2 separate regions of the Rattus norvegicus genome follow, and region 2 is linked to region 1. A link is a contact called in public Hi-C data. All regions are on one chromosome and are shown on one strand. Each heading gives the region's core, a stretch centred on a gene start, on an enhancer-like site or on the middle of the called end of the contact. The rest is flanking DNA. Distances are from core to core; before and after follow the strand shown.

Region 1 (6,733 bases), core at 1,093-3,592:
CTTGTCTCCATTTAAGAACCCCACTTGTTTCCATTTAAGGACCAGGCCTGATTTCAAAAAAAGCCTTAAGACACTGGCTCCAGAAGCAGACTAAGAAACTAGCCCATATGTGATCCACTACAGCAGCAGATCCTGAGGTCCAGGAAGAAGACAATAAAGTCCCCCACCTGAGGAAGAGTAGGAACAGTGTGACGATAGCCACATGGATGGGAGATCTTATCTCAGGATAGGCCTTTGTGTGCTGGCAGCCCATCCTGTGATTAACCTTCATCATGAAGGAATGCAGCCCATGGGGCATCCTGGCACCCAACAATGAGGTTTTAGATTGCCTAACCCTAACATAGTAGCCAATCAAAACTGTACTAATGTCAGAGCCTTGGGTCCTACCAATCACATTACTGATTACCTAATCCTTCTAGAGAGACCTCCCGGTTCCCAATAAGAAGGCCTTCGTGCCTTTGTCTGGGGTCGCCACCTTGATGCAGTGGTGACCCATGCGTGCTGGTTGTTTCAGCAGAGTAAATGCTTTTTGTTCTTGACACTGTCTGAGTCTGGAGGTCTTCCTTCAGTGACTCCTGAACCCCAACTCAACAGCAACACCCTAACTAACGAGCACGGGCATAATTATAGATAGTTTGTTAAGAAACTGCATATATGCAATGGAGGCATAACAAATTACAGATAATCTATAACAAATTATAATTTGTTAAGGGATTGCATACAAAACAAAAAACAAAACCAAAATAAACCAAACAACAACATCAACACCCTTACCAACCAACACGGCGTAACTATAGATAATTTGTTAAGAGATTGTATATGGCAAATCATTATAGAATTAATAATAACCTTAAAACACTTCACAGGAAAGTACGAAGTGCTCAAAGAGGGGAACGGGAGGGGAGGAAGACCAAACGCTGGTAACCAGGATGGCAGCCTTACGTGTATTAGCTGTACAAGGGAAATACACCAGCCACCATGGAATACACTGTAATCTTATCCCACTGTCCTTCACATCAGTGACACAGGGGCCTTTCCAGGGCTCAGTACCCCACTGTGTCCCTCAACACCTTCACTCTCCACCTGCTAACGACCCCCACAAAGAGTTTGAAGACAATATTGACTTGTGCTTGTGTCGGAGCACAAGGTCCTGTGTTTCTAGGACACATTACTGCCTATTGTAAGCTGTGTAGAGTCCATGGATATAGTGAAGCACTCTTTACCTTGTCATGTAAGACCATCCTAGAAGCTATCCCTATACCAATTTCTACACATTCTACACTCCCTCACCTTCTTGGCCACATGTATAGAAGAGAAGGTTTGCAGGGAGGAAGTTGTCTGTGATCCTCTGGGCCATACACTGTCTTCCAGGCTTCTCTGACTGTTTCACTGACGGGCACACCTTTCTTGGTCTTCTCTGGCTGTATACCTCATTCTCTCTCTTTCAAAATGACTTAAGTTTTGTCTGTCTTTTGAAGTCCTTCCCAGTCCGTGCTCACTGAAGAAAACTTTCTCTGAGTTGTGTGTGTGTGTGTGTGTGTGTGTGTGTGTGTGTGTGTGTGGTGTTGCATATGCTGTAAGAGAGAGCATGTAGTAATACCTTTTCCTCCCCTTGACAGCACTTATGCCTGACACCTGGAACAACACCCGGAAACACCAGGGAAAAAAGAGAAAAACAAGCAAATAAACAAAACACATTTAGTCAGTTTTCTCTGACACGGTAGACTTCAGAAATGCAAACCCAAGGAAACAGGCAAAACTTTTTGCATTGGTTAAATGAGAAGTGGTCACTTGTTCAGATTAATATGATTAGACAAAAAGGGATATAATCTCATGGTAGCAAACTGGGGGGAATTTAACAGGGCTGGTCCACTCAGACTCTTGGTGAGACTCCCGTGTTAACATTCTTCCCCTCTGGGCCTAAGGCTGAACGCCTGCTCACAAGTCTTTAAAAACAGTCAGTCACAGGCTTCTGATGCTGTGGTTACCTCCACCTGCTCTCCTGCCAACGTGCTGTATTCCGGGCACCATCCTGAACCCTGGTAGGGCTTTTATCACTCAGTGGTGTGTCCTGCCCACGGTGTCAAGCCTCCCTACCTACACGGCAGCCCTGCCATTTTAAGCTATCGGCTTCAGAAGTGAAACGCTACAGCTCACGACGCCACTTTCTTCAGATTGTAGTGTCGTCTTCCAGAAAACTAACAAAAATTCGCCAAACTCCCTATAAAGCGCAACTCTCTGACATAAGCACGGATTTAAAAACAAAATGGCATTTAAAAAAATTGTTGATGTGTTCTGGAATTTGGGAGACTCACAGTCAGTCACCACTAGATGGCGGTAGTGATTTTAGTCTGGGAGAATTTAAAGCGTTTCCTTTTCTTGCCTAGCCCTGGCTATTGTTAGTCATGTACCAACCAGATTGTCCATGTCTCCAAGTAGATTGGTCTTCACAGTCGTATGGAAAGGTAGTCTCTATCTTTATTTTAAAATTCCTATCCTTGAAAAAGGTAAAACGAAAGGAAAGCGGATATAACTAGTGCGTAATGAAGTATAGTAAATACACCCTTAGACTCAGGACAAACTTCTACACAATTTCATTGTACATTGGCATGATTAGTGGCTGATGAAATATACAGCATGCTGGTGTTTTATAGCCCCTTATAGATTCCATTGTCCCCCCCAGCATCCCCCCCCCCCCGTCTCCAGCAGCTCCCAACGTGTTTATAACATGCCTGTGCTTTAGACGTCGAGTACAAACACATTTGCTTTCACTGATTTCTGTTTTGAAAAGCCCTGCTTTTGTATTTTTCCCCCCAAAGGGTAAACTTGAAACTCAAAAGAAGGGGAACACACACGGAACTGCGAATATCGCTTCACGAAGGGCACAATCAATATCATTGCAGTCGGCTAGAAAGTAAAGCCCTTCACCTCTCTCACTTTCTTTCTTTTCTCCCTTTCTCTTTGGTAAATGTTGTTACGTTTCTATAACTGTAGCAGAAATGTTAGAATTATCATAAATGAGCCTTTGCGCACGCTGTTATTTCATCTTCTGTAAAAAAAAAATTCAATCATATTCTTAATGTTTCTGTCTCCAAGCCAACTGTTTAATGCTCAAGGCTTTATTGCAGACTGCAGCTCAGACTATTCATTTATGCTAACAGTACAGCTTGAACAATACTGTAAATTAAAGAAAATGTAATTTTAGGATTTGTCTTATAATTTACCATTTTCAAAAAGCACTCTCTGGAGAAATTAATAGCTTAAATATTACTGGAATAATGAGGATCAAGTTTGAGGAAAATATAGCTTGAAAGTCTATTACTGAAAGTGACGGAAATAGGCATTTTTGTATTGCTATCTGAGCAAACATAATACCATACCATTTATCTCTAATTATCCCCAAGAAAATGCATGAGAAGCACTGAAAAAAAAAAAACAAAGAGTAAAGACTTCAATGGATCTGTTATTCTATTGCTTTCCCTCACCTACTATTTCTGTTATTATAAATATTAACAAAAATCAGCAAATAGGGGGAGACAGAGAAAACAGAAGGCTGACGTATTCTTTGGGTCAACAAAGAACTGTATGCAGCATATCAAAAATCTTGGGCCTATTATTCTGGGAAAATATTCTTACAGATAATCCAAATGTTCATTTTCAAATTCATTTATGTTCAATGAAGTGTGTGATGTTTTTCTATTCAAGTTAAAGAAAGCCAGATTGAGAGTTTATCTAAATTCGGCTAATTATGTTTGGTCAAGTATTGTCCCTGGCACAAATATTCCCCAGATCTTAAAAATTTTGTACTTTTAACAGGCTGCAGCTACAGGGGCCATTGGCTATGAAAAAGGAAATTTTAATTGCCCAAGTATACACAACAAGAAGACCTTTATAATTTGTGTTGTTTCTTCCTGTCCAAAGAAATGGGGTTTATTCAACACCTGCATCTTAGAAAGGTAAAATAGGGGCAGGCATGGAGTAGTTCAGTGTTAGCTGTCGTCGGCATTCAGCTTGATAAAGTTTGGAGCTTTGTGTGAATGACAGGTGTCTTCTGACAGACGCTTGTGCATCTCATGGCACAGCCGTCATTTTAGCTGGACAGTGCTACCATCACCCAAGTCATTTTAACATCATACCACAAGGAACCGACACAGCACCTTGTTTCCTTTATACCCATGATCTGGAATCACTGAAGCCTCTCTCACCATTGTCTCTCTCAACTTGTGAGCAAGGTTTCCCTCCTTTATAAACGCCCGCTCAGGGGACAGAAAAGCAGCAGGTGGAATTTTATAGCTCTTCTTGCCAGTTTGCATGATTCATTAAGTGTGCGAGAGCCAGGTGCCTGGATCAATATAGTTACGTCATCTTTACCTGGAAGCTAATTACTTCACACACCCACTATATAAAAAAAATGTAACAATAAAGCTACGTTCACGACTTTCTTCTTTCAGAGCAATTCTATATTCCCTGAAAAATCTAAACTACATCCGGACTAGTGTTACTTCAAGTGTTACCTTTCTCTTTATAGAACTCCTTACCTTGAAAAGAAAAATTAATTATATTGCAAAGAGAAAGTTTCTCAGGTATTCAGCAGATACCTTCAGGACACGGAAGCTGGCAGCCATTAGCTCCCTGCTAACAGATAGCAGCGGCTCACCGGAAATCCGTCTAAGCCATACTTACCACATACATTTGTCTCAAGACGATTCGAACCCTCACAGATTCCACGAATAAAAGTGGGCGTGAGTGACTTTTCTTGTGTGTGAACCATGAATGTAAGTAAAAGCATCAGTAAAAGTTCCATCAACCACAGCACACAGGGATGACTTTTTAATTTTGTAATTAGTTAGCTTTGAAAATGAGTTTGCCTAACTTCCGGCTGTTTAGAGGATTTAGGGATAGAAGAGGAAGCCCTGTAACCCCAGAGGGCGCGAGCTGGAATCCAACGCAGGTTGCCACAGAGAGTTAGTTAGAGTTAGCTTTGTGAAATGAGCTGGTCTCGGTCCAGTGGACAGATGTCTGTATTGCAAAATGCTCTAATTGGCAGCCCGAGCAGCAGAGCCAAGAATTGAATGGACCTGTAATCTGAACCCTTGTCTCACTTTTAAGAGGAGCAGACAGAGGTTCACATCTAAAGGAAGCGTGGAACTTTCTGGTGGCGATCGCACACGAGTTTTACAGATAACCAGAGAACTTGGAGCTTTAAAGGCACCAGTTTGACTTTTCAATATATGTAAGCAGTTTAAATAAAAACTTTCCAGGTTGAAGCATGTTTATTACTTTTCGCTATCAATTTATTATCACAAAATTTCATATAATTAAAGAAAAACCTAGAGCTAGACAGCAATGTGGTAAAAACAGATTCATATTGTGTGCAGGAAATATTGCAATAAGAAGAGGCTTCAGAATAGACATGAACCCCATTCCTAGTACAGCATGAAGAAGTGGAGATTTACAGTCTAGGAGTCAGGTAGGGTTAGTGGAGGGAAAATTACCCACAAGAGACACCAGGGGCAGGGGAGATTCTGAATAACTTGACAGATTTTTGTTGAAGTGGGGTGGGGTGGAAGTGATTTTACATTAGTTGGGGTCTGGAGGACATTGGCATAGCTATTTCCTCTAAATCAAGAGAAAACATTCTATGTTGGCAGGAATCTATAACAAGAGAGGATGCTCTAAAGGGAGTAAAACATTCCACCCTGTAGGGAAGCTCTTTAAACATAGGAAGTAAACAACTCAAAAGCATTAGGAAGTAACTGAAACTGACCAGATTTACTAGGCTCTTCCCTCTCCAAGTGTGTATAAGCGATAAGTACTCTGAGAGATAATCAGACAAGCTGAGATGCATGGAAGAAGCAGACGTCGGCTGAGCAGCCTAGAGGAGGCATCCTCTAACCTGTTGAACTACCTCCATGGTGTTCCAGGAACTCACGTGTACAATGACTTCGAGTTACAGCTTACATGAGCTGTCATCCATGCCTACATAGGTTTTTGTGACAGAGCTGTCTTTTTAGCAATTTCTGTCCCTAAATAACCCCTCAACCATACTCCTATAAGTAAACCCAAGGTTGGTGTACAGGTTGGACAAATCGGTAGCATCCTGACTTTGCATTTGCTGTCAATCCCCTGTCTATGGTGAGCAGACATTTGTTTACATTATCCCAGGAGTAGTGTCACATGATAAGAGAAGAACTGGTCATTTTCTCAGGTGTCCAAAGAGATGAGGATTTTTTTTTGTCTTTTAAAAATATTTTAATTAGTTCATTGAGAATTTTGTACAACATACTTTGATAATTTTCACCCTTTCTCCAAGTCTTCTAAGATCCACCCCACCTCTCTTACCCATGCACCTTTGTGTCCTTTTAATTTTTTTAAAATTAAATACATCAAGACAAAATTATATTACCCCGATAGCCTTCACTGGAGCATGGTTAATTTCTGAAAGTTAATGCTCTTAGAGAACGCTGACTCTTTCTCTTCCCGCAGCTAACAGTTGCCAACACCTCTCTAGCTAGGGATGTGGTGTTGTGCCCAACTCTCCTGTCCAACTCTCCAAGACAGAATTTGGTCTGTCCTGGACTTGCACAGGTCTTGGGCATGCTGTGACAACCATTGTGAGTTCGTAAATGCAGCTTACCCTGCTGCATTTGTATTTCCTTGTAGTAATCCACCACTTCTGGGTCTTGCACTCATTCTGCCCTCTCTTCTACCACAATCTCTGAGTCTTGGGAGG
Region 2 (6,733 bases), core at 1,544-4,043, 73 kb before region 1:
TCTATCATACACTGGACGAAGACATGCTCACTGCATACAAATATCCAAGTAATTTTTCTGTGATGGCTAAAATCCCAGGGATCTAAATATACGCACTAATAGATGAATGGATTTGAACACTCGAGCACATCTGTACAATGGGATAGCATCACTAAAATGCATTCACATGCCCTTAGACTGTGTACTGCTTACAGACCCAACTAGCAGATCAATTTTATATTGGTGATTTCCTTTTAAATTTTTCTATGTAAGCGATCCCCAACAGGTTCTTTTGGTGTCTGCATACTGGATCGCTATGCCCACTGTCATCCTAACACAGAAAAAGATTTCAGCGGCTTGGAATCCAAAATCTTGTAGCATCCCAACTCCAACATTCAAGAAGAAATCATGTGAATGAGCTAATTCTAGACTTGTTTTAAGCTTACAAGCTTAATTCAAACAGGTATACCATTTTCTCTGCAGGAGTGTCTGATGGCATAGTTTGCTTCACAGATCATCCCACCCAGTGGGCTTTAGAAGGATGGCCCTGCGTTACTGGACACATTGTGTTACAGAAAGAATGAGGCAGGATAGTGCGGTCTTCAGTTCTAGGTAAACGAACAGCAAACAGTTCTGCTCTTCTAGCTCTCAGACACTCACTATACTGCGCACACCACTCCCCTTCACAAATAGCATCACATGCGAAACATACATTTTAAAAACCACTCAGTAAGTGAGAAAATGTGTATAAAACAGCCAATGTCATGAACTAATGTGAATGAACAAATACTGGTCTTCCTGTCACTTGAGTTTAGAGTTAGACTGTCTGCAGCCGGGCTGCAAAGGTCTTTTTTTTTCTTAAAGAAGCTTAAATTTGAATCATATTGAATAAAATGAGAAGACCCAGGAAAGTTTTACAAAACAGCAGCTGGAGACTTAAGAAAGACAGAAAGTACTACTTGCAAATGTTTTATTTTAGGACGGTAAGATGGCTCAGCTGGTAAAGGGACCTGCCACCAAGCCTGAACATTTGCATTTGACTCCTGGAACCAACAGGGTAGAAGGAAACGCTGTCTCTCACAACTGACAATCCCCAGGAGACAGGCTGGCTCTCTTGGTCCCTACATATTGGACCACAATGCCTCTGATCATAAAGCATGTATACATACATACATACACATAAAATAATCTAATTAAATCTGGTTTCTGGTCTTCACTTTTCTAAGTTCTATAAGAACAAATTACTAGTCTACTTATGAAAACTGTATGTATCTCATATACGCTGTCAAGTTAATGAAAATGCATGCTATGGCTGTACCATGGTTAGTAGCTACACTTTAGACATCTGCTCTCATTAACCGTGCTTCATATACATGTAATACTTCCTTGAATCCCCATCATAATCACACAAGGAAGTCTTTATCCCCGTGATACACTTAAGAGACTTGACTCCGGGAGGTTACACAGCTCCCCCAGTCAAGGTCACACAGCTATGAGGTACTAGCGATGAGAATTCTAAACAAGAAGTCTGGTTCTAGTCTTTAATATGTCTTTAATAGATTACCAGGTTTTTCCTAAGAAGACCATGTTTTCAAACCTCTGATAGAATAGTCTAACTTTTCAGTTAAAAGGCAATTATCCAAGGCATCAGAATTGAAGGAGCCTTTATACATATAATGAGTATAACATTTATTGATGTAGGTTAAAGACAAAAACAAAGGAAGAGAGTGGAAGCGCAAGCACATTAGGATACAGAAAATCTAAAACAGGTGACTTGCTGGTACCATTTATGAAGCTAGCAGATTTGACTGCACTCTTTGGGAAAGGGAAGCCAATAGCTTTGTGGCAGCCTGACTGAATGAAAACTTTCATTTCAATGAGCTTGCTATTTAATTTTTTCCTTCTTGGTGAATACTGAAAACAACATTCATTCGCAGGCGTGAAGGAGGATGAGTAAATTATTTTACTTTGGATGTTACTAAGAACCACTTTAAAGTGATACTTATACATTTTGATGACACATTACCCAGTTGCTAAAACCTTAAAAGGATCTTTTTTTCTACAAAGTACACAAGCAACGTGACAGTTTTCAATAGGGCAAAATACAGAACTTCTTTCAGAAGAAAGTTTACGTTTACCGTGCACATCTAAGCCGTTCAAAAACGTATGGCTTTTTGTCGGGGTTTGTGAGTCCAGTTCATCATAAAAGATAAACAGAAAACCCAAACAAAAACGCTGGAAGAAAACTCAACTCTTGATGCTCTGAGTTCCTCTAAAATAACTCGATAATAACAGTCACCCAAATGAATGAAGAGGGTGAAAAGCGGGGACCGGACAGAACGGGGTGGGGGTTGGGGGGTGACACTAGACCCTATCCCCATTGTTAGCAAACTAACATCTGAGAGCGACCGCTGCTACTGTAGCCTGTTTAAGTGAGCAATAGAGCTCAGATTTTTGCGGTAGACAAGAAATGTCAAGGCGTGAAAGAAAAATACCCCGGTTTTAAACACAAAGGATACTCGGATTTCAGCTTAAATCCCCTCGAGGCACTTCAAGGCTGTCATTTCCTTGCGCTGAGGGACCGGTCTCAGGAGCAACTGGGAGCCACAACGAGCACCCCTCCCGTGCAACCCTCCCCACTTCTGTCTTTAACTAATAAAGAGCCGCTCCGGGCTCGACAGCGGCGGTGCGCACCGTCCAGCGCAAGGAGAAGCGCCCACCGCTCACACCTACCCGGCCGCCCGTGACCCTCAGTCCCTCCGGGACACGTCCTCACCAGGCGCGGAGTATAAGTCCCAGGGTCGATGCGTTACCGCTCACGTCGACCGCAGCGCTGTCGTACGCCCACCCGGCTCGGCCCCATCCAACGGCTCGCAGAATTCAAATTTGTCCACTTCCGCTTGCGACCCGGAAGACACGACTGCTCCGCCCCTCCCCGGGGACGTGAACGGTGGGAGGCTGCGTCTGCGCCGTGGCTTCTGGTGTGAATTTAGGCCTGTGCGCAAGGACAGATGCGCCGGCCTGGCCAAGAAAACAACCCCCTGTCCTGCACGTCCCCGGAGACGTGCGGAGTGCACCAGTCACCCCCCAACAGGCCGCCTGCTGAAAATAGGTGTACCCATGCTAATGAGAACGCGAGCGAATGCGTTTGTTTTCTCCTAGCCCTCTCCCTTAAGGAATTCTTTTGCATCACAGTTCTCTATTGTCCTAAAAGATCCTTGCTTGGCTCTTAGGTTGTCGGTTTTCTTTAGCGAGGGCCAGAATGAAAATTTTAATCCCAAATGTCTGGAGTTTCTGAAGGGATTACATTTGAGAGGAAACTTCCACAAGGATTTAGGTCCTTTAGGCAGACATCTGAAAGAACCGAACTGGAACATTAGAGCTAGGATTAACGGCGGGTCAACTAACACCTGATAGAGCTGATTCGAACTTGATTTATCCTAACTGCGCTTCGTCTGCGCCTTTCAAAACACAACTTGAATGATTTGTTGGATTTCTAGAATCTAGATACCTAGCACGAATTAGTAATTTTTTAACCGATGTAACATTTTTAAACTGGGAAATGGGAGATATGTTCACCAATAAAGTAATGTTTTTGGGTTTTATATACTGATACTGAAAGCGTTCAAAGATAAGATTTCGAAATACTGAGAAGTCAACTTTAGAAGGACTATGTAATACCCTTTTGAAGTAATGTATGTGCCTGTGGCAATACAAAAATTTCAGGAAGGAACAGCAAACTACTAATATCATCTCTGGCACTGTGACTGGTAAATAGCGAAGGCAAAAGAGGGAGGAATTTTTTTAACGTTATAAACAACTGAATATTCAGATTGAGACAATCTGATACTGCCAATTTTGTTTTTTAAAGGAAAATTGTTAGGAATGGAATACATTCTGAATACAGAAACAGGCAGGGTAAATGAATGTGTGACTGAATCTTAGCTGGCTAGGCTGTTTACATTCATTCAACAGTAATTGAGGGTCTGGAGACCTGGATCAGCAGCAAAGAGCACTGGCTGCTCTTCCATTGGTCCGGGGTTCAGTCAGAGCACCCACACGATGGTTCACAACCTAGAACTTGAGTTTCAAGGGATCTGGTTTCCTCAGCCACTGAGTACACATGCTGTGCATACACGAGGCAAAACAACCATCACATAAAATGAAAACAAAACGTAAGAATGATATAGCCACATATTGCCCTTCCTATTCTAGTACTTAATGTTCCGCATGAATATTATGTACCATAATATATATATATATATATATATATATATATATATATATATAGAGAGAGAGAGAGAGAGAGAGAGAGAGAGAGAGAGATTGAAGGCAGAAACTAAATATGTTTTTCTATGTATTTTATAATTATTTGCACTTTCTCTCCAGTAAGTTATATCTCTCACAGGAATGAAAAGTCTCAAGCTGACCTTGAAGCTAAGTTGAATATTCTAGAGTAGGCAAGGTAGTTCAGTTGATACAGTCAAGTCGGTTCATTTTCTCTGCCCGTTAAAGAATTAAAGGGCAGGAAAACTCCTGAGCATAACAGGATCAGAAAAAGCTCAGCAAATACCAGAGACAGCAGCTACTGAATCAGCTATAGAAGAAAAAGGATTGAGGAAACCAGGAAACACCAGCATTCAGAAGACACAAACTCAGGCTCTTCTCTGGGGCTGGCTTTTTTTTTTTTTTTTTTTTTTTTTTTTTTTTTTTTTTTAATTCCTCCACCTACTGAAGAGTTGGTCAGTTTGAAGAAAGATGGAATGGTTAATTAGCCCACCATGGTGATGTAACCAATCCTGATCCGGCGTTGAACCAGTTCAGCCAGTCTCTTAGCAGGGGGCCTGCAACTAGGAGCCGGAAGCCTACAGGGCCTTTGTTTTAAATTACCATGTTCTTATCTCAAATCGGGATGGTGAGGAAGAAGCCTGCTGTTTTGAAAATTCGACACCTTTCTATTGCCTTCCCTTGACTATATTAACTACCACTCCCTTACCTGTCTGCCAACCAGGGGGTCTAACTCCTAGTTCCTCATAGTGATAGTGCATTTTTCTAGGGCACTAAAAAAAAAAAAAAAAAAAAAAACCAAAACAAACAAACAAACAAAAAACAAAAACAAAAACAAAACACACACAAAACACACACAAAAATCCAAAAAGTTGGACGTATTCAGATTTCTTTGAGAATACTCCCTGTATTAGGGTTCTCTAGACAAACAAGAATGTATAGAATGAATCTATATAGAAAAGTGTTTTATTAGAATGACTTGCAAGCTGAAGTCCAGCTAAACCAACAATAGCTGCCTGTGAACAGAAGGTTCAAGAATCCAGGAGTTGCTCAGACCATAAGGCTGGATGTCTCCGTTGGTTTTCAGTGTACACTGGAATCCTGGCTCTAACCCCAGTAGAGGAATAGACTTGCTAGCAAGCAGGCAAAGTGCAAAAGCTTCCTCCTTCTGTGTCCTTAGGCTTACAGCAGAAAGTGTGGACCAGATTAGATCTTTGTTAAAGATCTGAATGGAAAGGTGTGTTTTCCTACCCTAAAGATCTTCCCACTTCAAATTAAGCGGAAATTCCTCGAAGGTGTGCCCTCCATTTTTGAGCTTTAAGTCATTCCACATGTAGTAAAGTTGACAACCAAGAATAATCATCATAAACTCACTCCTTGTCAACTAATTTCCAAATGAAAACCATAACCAGGACATAGTAACACCTAAACATAATATAAACTATGCCATGTACGACTGCAAACACATTATGGATTTAACCAGGTCATAACCATGCCTAATTGATGTTACATCGCATGATAAAGTAACTGAAAAAAGACAACACACATATTGCATGAACTCATTCTTAACAAACTACAACAGAAACACTCAAGTCAGTTATAATCCTCTTTCTCTCTATCTGGTCACATACTCTTGGCTGGTATCTTACTACTGTCCTCTACTACCCATCCTGTGTGTCCTTCAGCAAGCACCTCAGCAGGTCTTGGCTCTGCTCCTAAAGGAGTAACCCATAGCTTCGTTTCTGAAGGGTCTATGTCCTTCGTCATCCTACCTGGATTCCCATAGGCTTTAATCCTAGGATATGGTAGCACCAGGAGATGCCCAAAAGGATCTGCACTTCAGACATAATCCTACTTACCTTCATTGTGGAGAAGCAATCCAATTCTCCCTGTGGTAATCTGGATCGACCACCCCTCCTTTCTTAGCCTGTTGACTTTAGGGCATCAGAAGTCCAAAGTAGCCAGGGAGAAGACCGAGTTTCTAATTCAATGCAATGTTTCCTGTGGCTCCTGGAGGGAGAGCTCCCAGCTCTGGAACCAAAATGTCTAGGCCAGCAGAACAGAAAGTGGAAAACGTTTCCTAGTGGATAATGAGGCACCCCTCATTGAACAGAACTATTTATTCCCTTTTCCACTCCTTGTTTTCTGGACTATGAGAAACCATACCATATATGGGTTGTTGATTCAAAACTTACACTGTCTTTTAGAGAACTTTGCCCCAATCCACCATGCTACTGCCACTTAATTGGCTCTGTGACTGTGTCTTCAAAGGGTTATTCCATCTTTCTATCGTGTCGGCTGCCTCAGGATGGTGGGGAACATGGTAAGACTAGATCCCATGTTTCTGAGCCCACTGTTTCCACTTCTTTGACTGTGAAGTGAGTTCCTTGGTCAGAAGTAAAACTATGTGGAATATCATGACAGTGGACAAAACATTCCTTAAGTCCATGAATGATGGTTTTGGCAG

What was found. Hi-C and Micro-C count contacts between places; a contact is called where the count stands out from the background.
Region 2: a contact with region 1 is called in a Hi-C map of the A7r5 cell line, with 2.7 times the contacts expected there. The contact joins the promoter of G2e3 here to the enhancer-like site in region 1. A contact is called at or near these places in 3 of 12 Hi-C or Micro-C datasets (the A7r5 cell line, frontal cortex and kidney).

What each region holds. Positions count from the first base shown.
Region 1 is chr6:74,422,665-74,429,397 of GRCr8, reverse strand. No RefSeq gene overlaps it. Among named protein-coding and RNA genes, the nearest start is that of G2e3, 74 kb to the left of the region's middle. Within about 2 kb of position 2,342, at least 1 of the 93 cell types and tissues checked has an H3K27ac peak or open chromatin away from gene starts, as enhancers often do. A contact at or near this core is called in the A7r5 cell line, where this site is marked.
Region 2 is chr6:74,495,646-74,502,378 of GRCr8, reverse strand. It overlaps G2e3 (G2/M-phase specific E3 ubiquitin protein ligase), which reads right to left and starts at 2,793. Exons shown (of 15, transcript NM_001106726.1): 1 at 2,713-2,793.